Linked DNA regions of Oryctolagus cuniculus: region 1 is linked to region 2. Evidence: chromatin contacts called from public Hi-C data. All regions are on one chromosome and are shown on one strand. Each heading gives the region's core, a stretch centred on a gene start, on an enhancer-like site or on the middle of the called end of the contact. The rest is flanking DNA. Distances are from core to core; before and after follow the strand shown. Region 1 holds the start of JAK2 (Janus kinase 2). Region 2 holds the start of CDC37L1 (cell division cycle 37 like 1, HSP90 cochaperone).

Region 1 (5,560 bases), core at 2,688-5,187, 360 kb before region 2:
AGATCCCCTCAACCATCTACTATTACTACTTACATGCCTGCCATTAATCAAATTCGTTTTTCCTTTGACACTAATTGAGTAATTTGGACATCTTTTAAAATCTCTCTGGTTCTCAAGATTTCTAATGCACAAAATGTAACATGGACTGGTACAGATATTCTGAGATGTCTTCAAGTTTCTGTCATTGAGGACCAAACTTTGAAGTCTTCTTTAATTACTCCTTTATCCTACCCTCCCTTTTCATCCAACCCATAATGAAGTCTTGTGACATCTCTCAAGTCAGAATTATTTCCACTAAGTCCAGGTCCTTATCACTTCAGGCCTAAACTATTTTCTACCTTTCTCTATCACTTCTCCAGCCGTTATGACCATCCGGGGAGTGAACCAGCAGATGAAAGCTCGCTCTCTCTCTCTCTCTCTCTCTCTCTGTCTCTCCATCTCTTTCCCTTTAACTCTGCCTTTCAAATAAGTAAATGTTCCTTTTTAAAATAAAAATAATTACAGTGACATCTCTATTGAGGAAAAACTGAGGGAAGAAACACTGTAGTCCAATAGGTTGACTTGACTTCCAATATGCTAGGCTCGAGTGGTAAAGGAGGGAAAGCAGAAATATGAGAGGCAAAAGAAATGTAAACATGTAGTATGGGTTAATATACAAGGTAAATGAAAGCAGTAGTTTAAACATAATGTCTAAACTAACACCCATATGACCAGGAGAGAAGGAAATTAAGTGGTATAAATGATGACTGTCATTTGGGACACATTGATAAATAGAAGCTGAAGACCAGTACTGAAAAAAAAAAAAAGTGACTGATTAAGAGAAATAAGAAACCGAATTAATTACAAAATAAAAGAACTGAAGTTATAAAGATATTAATAGGAGAGAAAAATATATCAAGCCATAATCCACTGTAACCAGATTTATATTTTATCAAAAAAGCCAACTAAATGTTAAGGCAGAGGCTCCCAAGCTATCTGCATTCAGGGAGCCCTTAGTGTCTTAGTAACTTTGGCAAAAAGACATATGAGGGAATCTTCAAAAAGTTCTTGGACAACGTGCGTTACCAAAAAATACGGATAGATTTTTAAAAATTTTGCATGAAAATAAAATATTTTAATTACATTTTTCCACAAACTTTTTAAAGTACCTCGATATTTCATTAGCCATGTAGCATGTCCTTACAACTTAGGGTTTGTTGGGCATGATACAACTTCTCAAATCTTGGGTTCAAACTGGACATTATCACAGTCATTTCCTGTTCCACACTGATTTGCACACAGTAGTAGGTTTTTAGCAGAGCAACCTCTGAAAATACAGCCTTATAAAGACGTGATATTGCAGTAAGGAACATCAGTATATTATGCTGAAACTGAACTACCTCAAACTAACAGTTCAAGCATGAGTTTACTGGTGCTCTGAGCACATCAGCACAGTTTGAGAAAGGGGGACTATAAAGGTCCCCCCCAAAAAAGGCGAGGAGCAAAAGAAAGTTCTTAACAGTTCACCACAAGAGGGCAGCACAATAGTAAGCAGGGGCAGTACAAAGAGGACTCAATGAAAAGAAATGAATCAAATCTTTCTTTCAAACACTGTAAGACCCTTAGTCTGCTCACCATCTAAAAGTTATTTTTCTTCTTATACAAAAGAGGAAGAAACACTGGTCTCTGGCAGATCACCTCATAGCAGAGTCATTCTGCCTTTCTCTAAATCTCCTATTGCCAGTCATGAGAGTAGCCAAGACTTGCACAGTAGTCAACAATTTACCACTTTGCATGCATGTTATTCAATCCTCACAACAACCTTCTAAGAAAAGTGAGGTTCAAAGAACTTTTAAATTATACAACTCATAAGTGGCAAGAATACCATGACTTAAATCCATATCTTACTCCAAAGCCAACACACTTTTCTATTCTGCCTCAAAATTATCCTGTCTTTCATCAACAGGAAGGTGAATAAAAAAGATACCATGTTTTCCATTCCATACCTGAGACCTCCGTTTCAAATCACTAAGGAAAAGGTGTTAAAGGAAACAAACTACATCTTAACCCGTCCTTTAAACACATTATAAACTATAAACCCAAGACATTCAGTTAGGGCAAAACCAAATATTTAAACGTGTTATAAACTACAAACTTAAGACATTCAGTTAGGGCAAAACCAAGTATTATATGCTTACCTAGCCAACAAACACAGTTTTCCTGTACAGATAAACACATGTACTATGAATACATCTAGTTTGTATGCCAACAAATAAGCTCACAGAAGCAAGTGACTCTCACATCTGCAGTGGTAAAAAGTAAGGCAGATGGGGGAAGAGAGGTCAAAAAGGTGATTATTCATCTCCCAATCTGCTGGGTGTTACATCAGAACATCTTCAGGAACCCAACAACTCACTTTCCCAAAGCTATTATGAAACCAAAAGTGATTGTCATCTCCCTTATTCCCACTTCTGGTTTCCTTCTCCACATTTCTCCGCCCCTCTATGACATACTCAGTCACTCTTATCCTTTCATTCAAAGAAAAGGAGTTTCCCCTGGCAGATGAATAACCACCGGAAAACAAACTGGGTAAATTCAACCGACACAGCAAGCGGAGGCAGATAAAACCATCCAGGAAGCATTCAATGTGGTAGCAAGAACCCCAGTAAGAACAGCTAACATGTTCTCTCAACAGCATTTCTTCCTCTTTGAAAGAATAAAGAATTTCTGGCTGCTGGAGGAGAAAGGTTAAGGGACAACATTTTATTTTCGCCTGAAAAGCCCCATTACTTGTAAAACCTACAAGGAATGTAGCAACGATCAACACCCCAAAATCCTCTCCCAAAGTAACACTGAAAGTTCAGCACTGCCATTGTCAGAGGAGTAAGCGCAGCGCCCTGCTCGTCTCACACGCTCGCAGCCTTCCTACGCACGCACTCGGCTCACGACACCCTCGCCCTCACCGAGGCGATGAAGCCCAGCAGCCAGGATCGCGAACCGTCGGAGGCGGAGGAAGGGCCTCTTTTCCTTCTGCAGAAGGCAAACAGTTCACATCTTGTTCCCGTTGCCTGCTTCTGAAACCTAAAATAATAATAATAATAATAAAGCAGTTACTACCGCAGAAACCCAGGAGAAAGAGATGCTCCTTTCTAGGCTAAGATGTCTAGAAATTTTAAGAGGGCTAGGTAAGGGGGGAGGAGTAATAAGGCAGACAGGATGCAAACAGCAACCAAGATACTCCTTTCTGGGTTTCGCCTTAACGAGAAAGATTTTCTGGTATAGAAGTTTACCGCCTCTAGCAGGGGAAAGGCGGGGATCGGGAGGAGGGAAAGGGTAGGGGAGATAACTGGTGCTCCCATCCAAAGGCCGGGCAGCGATAACACCCACCGGCTGCACGGACCAGGCGACGAGGGCGCGCCCCCAAGCTCGCAGGGGCTGCTCTTACCCGGCGTCTCAGGCTGGCCCAGGTCTGCGAAGCCCCCAGAGTGGGCACGGGTCCGAGCGCCCGCCAGGCTGGGTCCTCGGGGGCCCTCCCGTGCGGGCTCGGCTCCCACTCACATCCCTGGACGGCAGGGACCAGGCCTCTTCTTGTGCCGCGGCAGCCCTCCGAACGACGTGCGCCGCAAGCCGGGGCCCGGGGGCCAGAGGTGCCAAGGGGGCAGAGGCGGAGGCGCGAACTCCCGAAAGAGCCGGGCGCCGGCCCAGCCAGTCAGCGCCGCGGAAGGCCGTTAGCCGCGGCCGCTGCTGCCCCCTTCTGCTCCTCTTCCTCTCTCCTTCCTGCAGCCCACACCACTCCCACTTAGGGCAGCCGGGAAGCCCGTCACGGCCGTAGTCTCCACCCTCTCCCAGGCCACACCGTCTTCTCAGCGCCGTTGGCGACACAGGCTTGGACTCTGCGTCGGCCTCAGCCTCCCAGCCGGCCTCTAGTCAGGCAGCCTGTGGGTGGCGGACTGAGGCCGCCGGCGAGCCGGGCGGGGGAGGGCGCGGGACGCGCGCCCGGGACTGCGCGTGCGCCGCCCTTCTTCCCCGCGCGCGCCGCGGGCCTGACCGGGTTGTGGCCCTCCGTGCTGTGGCCTCCCGGGGAGCCGGTGGACTCCCGTGGAGATTTTCAGGGCAGCCACTGGGCATGAGCGCGCGAGGAAATGGAGGTGGCCAAGGCCCGCTGAGCCTGGAGCCCCGCAGAGGCTCTGTGCCGGCGCTGGGCCCTCCCTAGAAGGGCGTGTGTGTGGCCGCCGCCCGCCGTGGAGGCGGCTGGGAATGAGTCAGCCGGGCCTGGAAGGCGCCCCCTGCAAGCAGCCTGGGCCCGGAGGAGGCCGGGCTGCCTCCGCACGGAGACTTTCCCCACCCGTATACCGTCATCCCCTTTCAGCTTTCGCTTCCATGTTCCGGGTATTGCAGACCTGTTCTTTCCCAGCGCGGGCCGCTGGGCCCAGGGGAAGAGGCGCCCGGGCTGCAGGAATGCGCGCCCACGCGCCATTTAGCGGCAATGAAATCCCAATGGCTTGACTCCAGCCACCACTGCTGGAAAGGAGCGAGGGTGGGATGAGGTGCTCAGCAGCCTGCAGGTTGGCAGCCAGGCCCAGCGAACCACTTCCACTTTCCCAAAGATCCTCATTCACTCAATTACTGAGCGCCTGCTAGGTACTGGACTGTAGACCCCGGAGACACTAGGTAAACAACCTGCATGTTCCTTGCTGTTCTGCCTTCTGACAGAAGACAAAATAGAAAGAAAGGTTTTAAGTGTGTAATATGCTAGATGTGCAATTGTCACCGAGAAAATACAACACAATGGAGCATTAAGTGAGGGGAGTGTGGTCTTTTACAGTGGCCAGGCACGACCTCCTAGAGTTTGCGACTTTGAGCAGAGATGGAAAGGTTGAAAATGAGCCAGTCCTGTGACACTCCTGGAAAAGTTTCAGGCTGGGGTACTAGCAAAGACATGCTGAAAAGGGAACGTGTTTGGCAAATTCAGGGACCAGGAAAGCTGTCACTGTGGCTGGAGGGCAGTGAAAGATGAGGCAGTGGCAAGAGACGAGGTTAAAGAAGTAGCCTGGAACCAGACGGCGTGGGGCCTCTCTCACTTAGTAGCCCTCCTGTCAACCTGAAGGGAGTGATGTATTTACAGGTGCTGCTTCCCCCATACACACATGATGCAGCTATTCAGGTCTCTCTTTGGGTTAAATGATTTCCTTATTAAATTCACTAAAGTCTTACATAAGGCCCATTGCAAAAGGCCTTTGAGCAGATGAATTCATGCTGACTCCTTTAAAATAAACAATCGACTGAAACTGTTGTTTTCTCCCTAAGGTGGAGGGATTTACAGAGAAATTGCATTCCTACAGCTACAGTCTTAGAGGTGAAATATGCCAGAAATTTCTTCTTTAAAAAAAAATTAGAAATAGGAGTTGTGACTCCTATTTCAGTGGCAAATCTGAAATCTGACTGGAATATGAAGACTGAAATTACCAACAGCCCTTTTCTTGCAAACAAAAACGGTCATGGAGGTAAAAGCTAGAACAAAAACTCACCCAAAGTATTGAAGCTGATCTTAAAGTCACGTTGAAAATGAAAAGCATAAGAA
Region 2 (5,485 bases), core at 824-3,323:
TTATTTAAATTGGGAACCTCCTACCAAAGCAGCCAGGAGGGGGGTTCCAAGAGAGGAAGACCCCAAGCCAAAGCTTTTAAACACTTGTTAAAAAGATTATAAGATGCCTATAGATTGGATTAAACATTTTCTTCTTTCCAAAAATTTAAGTCCTAAAGTTAGCAAGGCAAAAGCATAGAGGTAATAAGCTTATGAATTTAGAATTAGTAATCATTTTGCAAATTTTAAGACCATTTAAAGGTAGTTTCAGTCAACAAAGTTTTACAGTACTTCACAGGATAAGACATACAGTTAGATGGGGAAAAATACAGGATTAGGAGTCCTAAACTCAAGTTTTAACTTGGCCACTAACTAGCGATATGGACTCAGAGAAATCACTTTTAAGGAAAGTGATAGGCTGACTCACTTTTAAAATCTCTTTCAGTTAAACAAGTTTGTAAGTGCCCAAGTAAAATAATAATACTTTTAAAATCCTGAGTTTCTATTAGGTTACTGAAGAAGTTATTGATTGAATTATTCATTCCCTTGCCATATTCTTTCGAAATTGACAACAGCAGCTGGTGTTCACTCCTTCCCTCTGTCTGTGACACAGTATGTGCTTATAACACATTTGTATATAAGGATGACATTAGTGATCCATAATTAGTGAATGACTACTGACCCATCAACTCTCATTCTGCTCTCACTTTCCCAGTGACTCGCTGGCTGAAGAACACTCTGTGGTTATGAAACAGCATCTTTCTCTGTGTGAAGCTAAGTAATCCCGTTAGTCAGACGTAAGATTGATGATCCTCCACTTATTGGTAAACGTTTTAAATGACCATTCTTCATTAACATCTAGCAAAATGAGTTCAGAAGGCACACATCTACAATGTATTTCATTGACCATGTTAGTGTTTAGTCTGCAATCCTGAAACATATTTCCAAAACACACTTGGGTCAGGAAAAAGAAAAAAAAAAAAGGACAAAGTGACGCAGGCAAGCTCTCCCTAAGATAGGACTCAGAAAAATTCAAAATTATTTGAATTAAGTTTCAGGGGCAAGAAAACTGGACTGAAAGCACAAGTTGCATCGGGTACCTGGGGGAAAAGTCTGAAAGAAAAAGGCAAGTGTGTGCTTCTGTGCTTTTATCGGAAAATGACGTGGAGCAAAACAACCAAACAGGGGAAGCCAGACACGCGAGTGGGAGAGGTGTAAATCCCAAAGCGGCGTCAAAAGCGAGGTTTACACGGATCTGCTCAGCTACCAACGTGGGTGAACCCGCGTGTGTAATCTGCGGGACTCACGAACTACAATCGTGCACTGTCCCTAACTCAACAGTGAGTGGGCAAGAGTGCCGGAGCCTCTGACTTAATAAAGTGTTCGGATAAAAGCAATCACAAGAGGACAAAGGGTCAACGGTAGATACGGCGTGAACCGCCCCAAATCTGGGTGTTGTCAGGGAGGGGGAAAAGAGGGACGCCTTCCAAGGGTGAGGAGGGATCAGCCAAGGTGAAAGAAAAGGTGTGCGCGGAGGGGGAGGCTGGGAACGAACGAAAGAACACACGGCCGCCTCTTCTTCCCTCAAAGGATGCTACAACAGCGGCGGGGTGGCATCAGGCCCCCAGCCCCGCGAGAGCTAGGAACAGGGCAAAGGGGGCCGGGGAGACGCGGCACTCCTGGGGGCTGTGTGGCAGCACCGCCCCAACCCCCCAGCAGAACGCGAGCCCCTCTCACCTGGGCGCCACCGCCCGGCAGCTGCGGGCAGCGGGGGGAAACGGGGGACACGTCCAAGTCACTCTCTTCCTCGGCCTCACCCTCGACCCGAGGGAGGCTCCAGGGTCCCGGCGGTGGCCACGGCTGCTCCATGTCCCGCTGCCCCCGGCCCAATAACAGCGACAGCCAACGGACTTGGCGTGAGCGGACCCTGCTGCGCGGAGCCAGCCGCCCCAGCCGGCCGGGTTCGTTACCCACAATCCCTCCGCTGGCCGCGATGCCTACGCACAGCCCGCGCCAGCCGGGGCCGAGCCGCCGGCGGGTGGCGGAAGAGGCTTCCGACGGGCAGCGTCACTTCCGGATGGGGCGTGGCCGCGGAGAGGCGTCTCGGCGGGCGTGTGTAGGGTGGATTTAGAATCCTTTCTCGTTTAAAACTTGTTCTCTCAGGCATTTAAGCGCCGACGACTTAACCTTCACGGTGCTGCGGTGGCGAATGTCGGGTCGTGTTAGAAACTTGTCTGGCGTTCCTGCCCGCCGGGAGGTGCGCGGACCGACCGTGTCGCCTCTTTTTGTTTGCACGTACACTGACACAGGAACTGTAGGTCTCAGGGTGGAGCAGGCGGGGTAGGGGGCCGACTCTTGAAAGCAGAGCCTGTTTCTTCACATATCAAATTACAGGTACCAAGCGAGTTCTGCAAAACCTGCTGGAAGGAGGAGGACCCTAACTGGCTTCAAGCAACCGTGTAGGGCTCCCTGTTTGTTTACTTCTGGCGTTTAACCCTGAAGATTTGTGCTGGCGCCATATCCTTTTAAAAATTTTACTTATTTATTTATTTTTTTGAGAAGAAGAAAAAAAATGAGGCCTTCCGGAGGTCGTACGTTTTAAGAACAGCCAGAATCCAGCCCACCGAATGTAGCTTCCAAAATGTGCATGTTTAACCATCAGGCCTTGCTGCTCTGCTCACAATTTAAAAGGCCCAAATAAAAACAACAAGACGCCATTTTTTCAATCTACTGGATTGGCAAACTTTTGTAATTGCTTAATACCAAATGTTGGCCAAGATATGACAAAAAAGAGCTGTTATTTGACCATATGAGAGTCATAAGTGCTTTCATACAGCAATTTCGCTGCTGGGAAGTTATCCAACAGTTATTTTTGCACCAATATCCGAAGATTTATCTACAAAATTTTTTTGAGTGATAAGGAAAAAAGAGGAATGTAAATAATCATGGCTTGTTAATACAGTAGGGTTCTTTGAGTCTTTAAAAAGAATCAAGTAGATCTACAGTTACTGATAGTAGAAATATCTCCAAAATGTATTGAGTTAAATAAGGCACATTGTAGAATTAGATATATATGTGGAGATACATACATATATGGGGGGGGGGTCCTCCTAGTTTCGTAAAAACAAGTCTCTGGAAATTTTCTAGAGGTATACAAGAAACTGTTAGTGATTGCCTAGGGTGGATGAGATGGGAGCAAAGTTTCTGAGGATCTTTCCACATTCAACTCCTCTATTATGCTATTTGAATATTTTCCAGTGACTATAGAACTTAATCATTACAAATGAAAGTTGAGAAGCACTGCATCTAAACCAACTGAGTTTAAGAGTGAAAACCACAGGAGAAAACAGAAAGGGAGAAAGAAAAGGACAGCACTTTTTTCTCTTTACTGTCATGAAGCCACGTGGTGAGTTGAGCAATGCTTGGCATAAAGTAAGCTCTACAAAAATACTAAATGATGCTGATGGTGATGATGGTTTTCCCCCTACCTTTTCACTATTTCTCTTCAGTTTTGTGTTCTAGCAGGCCTCTAGTTTTAGATTTCCTCATATTTTGGCTGGCGGGGACGATCTTGTCTACTTATGTGCCTTTAAATAACATTAAATTGACAATTCCCAAATTGCAATTCAAGCCCTGACCTTACCACAGTACTTCAGAGAAATATGCTTACCTGCTGATTTGACATCTCTGTTTGAATGACTCATACAGATTGTACATTTAATACATCCAAAAAACAACTCTGGATCCCACTTCCTTCCCCAAACCTCTTATTTCTGTCTTCTCAATGAATGACATCACGATCAAGTCCAAAATCTTGGGCTTAAACCGTTCTTCACTGTTCATGTCTAAACCGTCAGCAAGTCCTGTGATTTTCCTCCCAAATGTGCCTTGAATCTAGTTTTCTTCAGCTTTACTGTTCTCTGCTTAGGTCAGGAGACCATGCTCCCTTCTGAGAACTACTGGAGAAGTTGTCCATGCTTCTCTTCCATTCTTTCACTATATAATGTATTTATACAGTTGCTGCACATATCTAAATCAGATCATGTCATATCCCACCTATATCAGTTATATTCTCTCAATGCAAGTAACTGAAATCTCAAAGATATTTAAACTGTAGGGACATTTATTGTTTACTGAACAAAAAGGATAAAGCTTTGTGGTCCCAGGATAGGTTTAACATTTGCCAGTTGTAGCAATGACCCAGGTTATTCCTCTACTGTCCAACAATTGGTGACTTGCATCTTTAGGCTTGTTATGTCATGGTTGCAAGATGGGTACCCTAGCTCTGGAAATTAAAACATAACAACAGCTAAAGCAGGAAGCGAGAGAGGAGGCAAAAATAGCTTTATTTACTTATGGCTTTTATATTAGGGATAAATATATTTTCCAGAAGCTTCTAGTGACTGTCTTGTATGTTATTGGCCAGAACTGGCTTAATAAATTATGATTTATTACCTGGAACTGTATGCATTTTCGTCCAAACACAACTAGGGTTCTGTTGACAAGGAAGAAGAGGTTATGACTGTTAGGTAAATAATCACATTGACTGTTTTAATTCTTTAAGTTGCTGTGCAATTTAGTGGCAACCTAATTCTTCAGCGTCATCTTGTAACTCCGTAACTCCCTGCTCTAGGTCTCTGTTAGTATGTTCATTGGCCATTCCATTCCTCAAACACCCATTTCTCCTGACTCAGGCCCTTTGTGTTTGCTGTTCCCTTTGCCAGTATATTGTTTCTATTAGCTCGTTTAACATCTCAGTCGTGGTCATGCTTCTCAGGTGAAATGTCTTACCCTAGAGAGACCAACTTGGCAGCTGAGTCTAATTGGACTCTTATGCTCTAACCTGTAACATTCTGTCTCACCACCTTTGATATTTTCCTTCCCACCATTCATCATACTATTATTATCTTTTTTATGTTTACTCATTTATTATGTTTTCTTCCCCACTAGAATCTAAACTCCACAAAAGCACAGTTTTTTTTCTTGTTCACCCTTTTACCTGCATTGCCTATAACAATATCTGGCACATAGTAGGAACTCAATAAAAATGTGCTGAATAAATGAATAGGAAATAAAGGATAGAAACAAGGATAGAAGACAAGATGCAGGATTAAATAAAGGCAGACGAGAGTAAAAAAGGAACACAGTTATGTTTTGTTAGAAGAAGGAATAGACATCATGAAATCAGAGGTAGTCTCATCTTGAGCCACTGGTGATTTCAGGGTCTAAATCCAGTACCCAAGCAGAGTAGATATTTGGAACTTAAGTCTTAAAACGTAATCATTCTCTCCCACTTTCTTATATAGGATAATAGAATTCCTTAGAAATTGCTTTGTGTCATAATTTATCTACTCCTCTCATAGAGCTAGCCAGCTGAACCTTAAAAGACCATGTTAATTTTTTTTCTCTATAGAAATTACTTCTAGATGGAAGGGCTATGTCCAAATGGCCAAGGACATTGCTTATGGAATTATATAAGGACTGAGCCTGCAAATACGAGTGAATC

The links. A called contact is a pair of places that touch in the nucleus more often than the background predicts.
Region 1: a contact with region 2 is called in a Hi-C map of an unstated tissue, with 2.4 times the contacts expected there. The contact joins the promoter of JAK2 here to the promoter of CDC37L1 in region 2. A contact is called at or near these places in 2 of 6 Hi-C or Micro-C datasets (ear pinna and an unstated tissue).

What each region holds. Positions count from the first base shown.
Region 1 is chr1:167,676,378-167,681,937 of mOryCun1.1, reverse strand. JAK2 (Janus kinase 2) reads right to left here and starts at 3,937. Exons shown (of 25, transcript XM_051846028.2): 1 at 3,425-3,937; 2 at 2,943-3,060.
Region 2 is chr1:167,312,341-167,317,825 of mOryCun1.1, reverse strand. CDC37L1 (cell division cycle 37 like 1, HSP90 cochaperone) reads right to left here and starts at 2,073. Exons shown (of 7, transcript XM_051858356.2): 1 at 1,717-2,073. The coding sequence starts at 1,848. SPATA6L (spermatogenesis associated 6 like) reads left to right here and starts at 2,046. Exons shown (of 16, transcript XM_070051625.1): 1 at 2,046-2,293; 2 at 2,374-2,438; 3 at 3,238-3,385.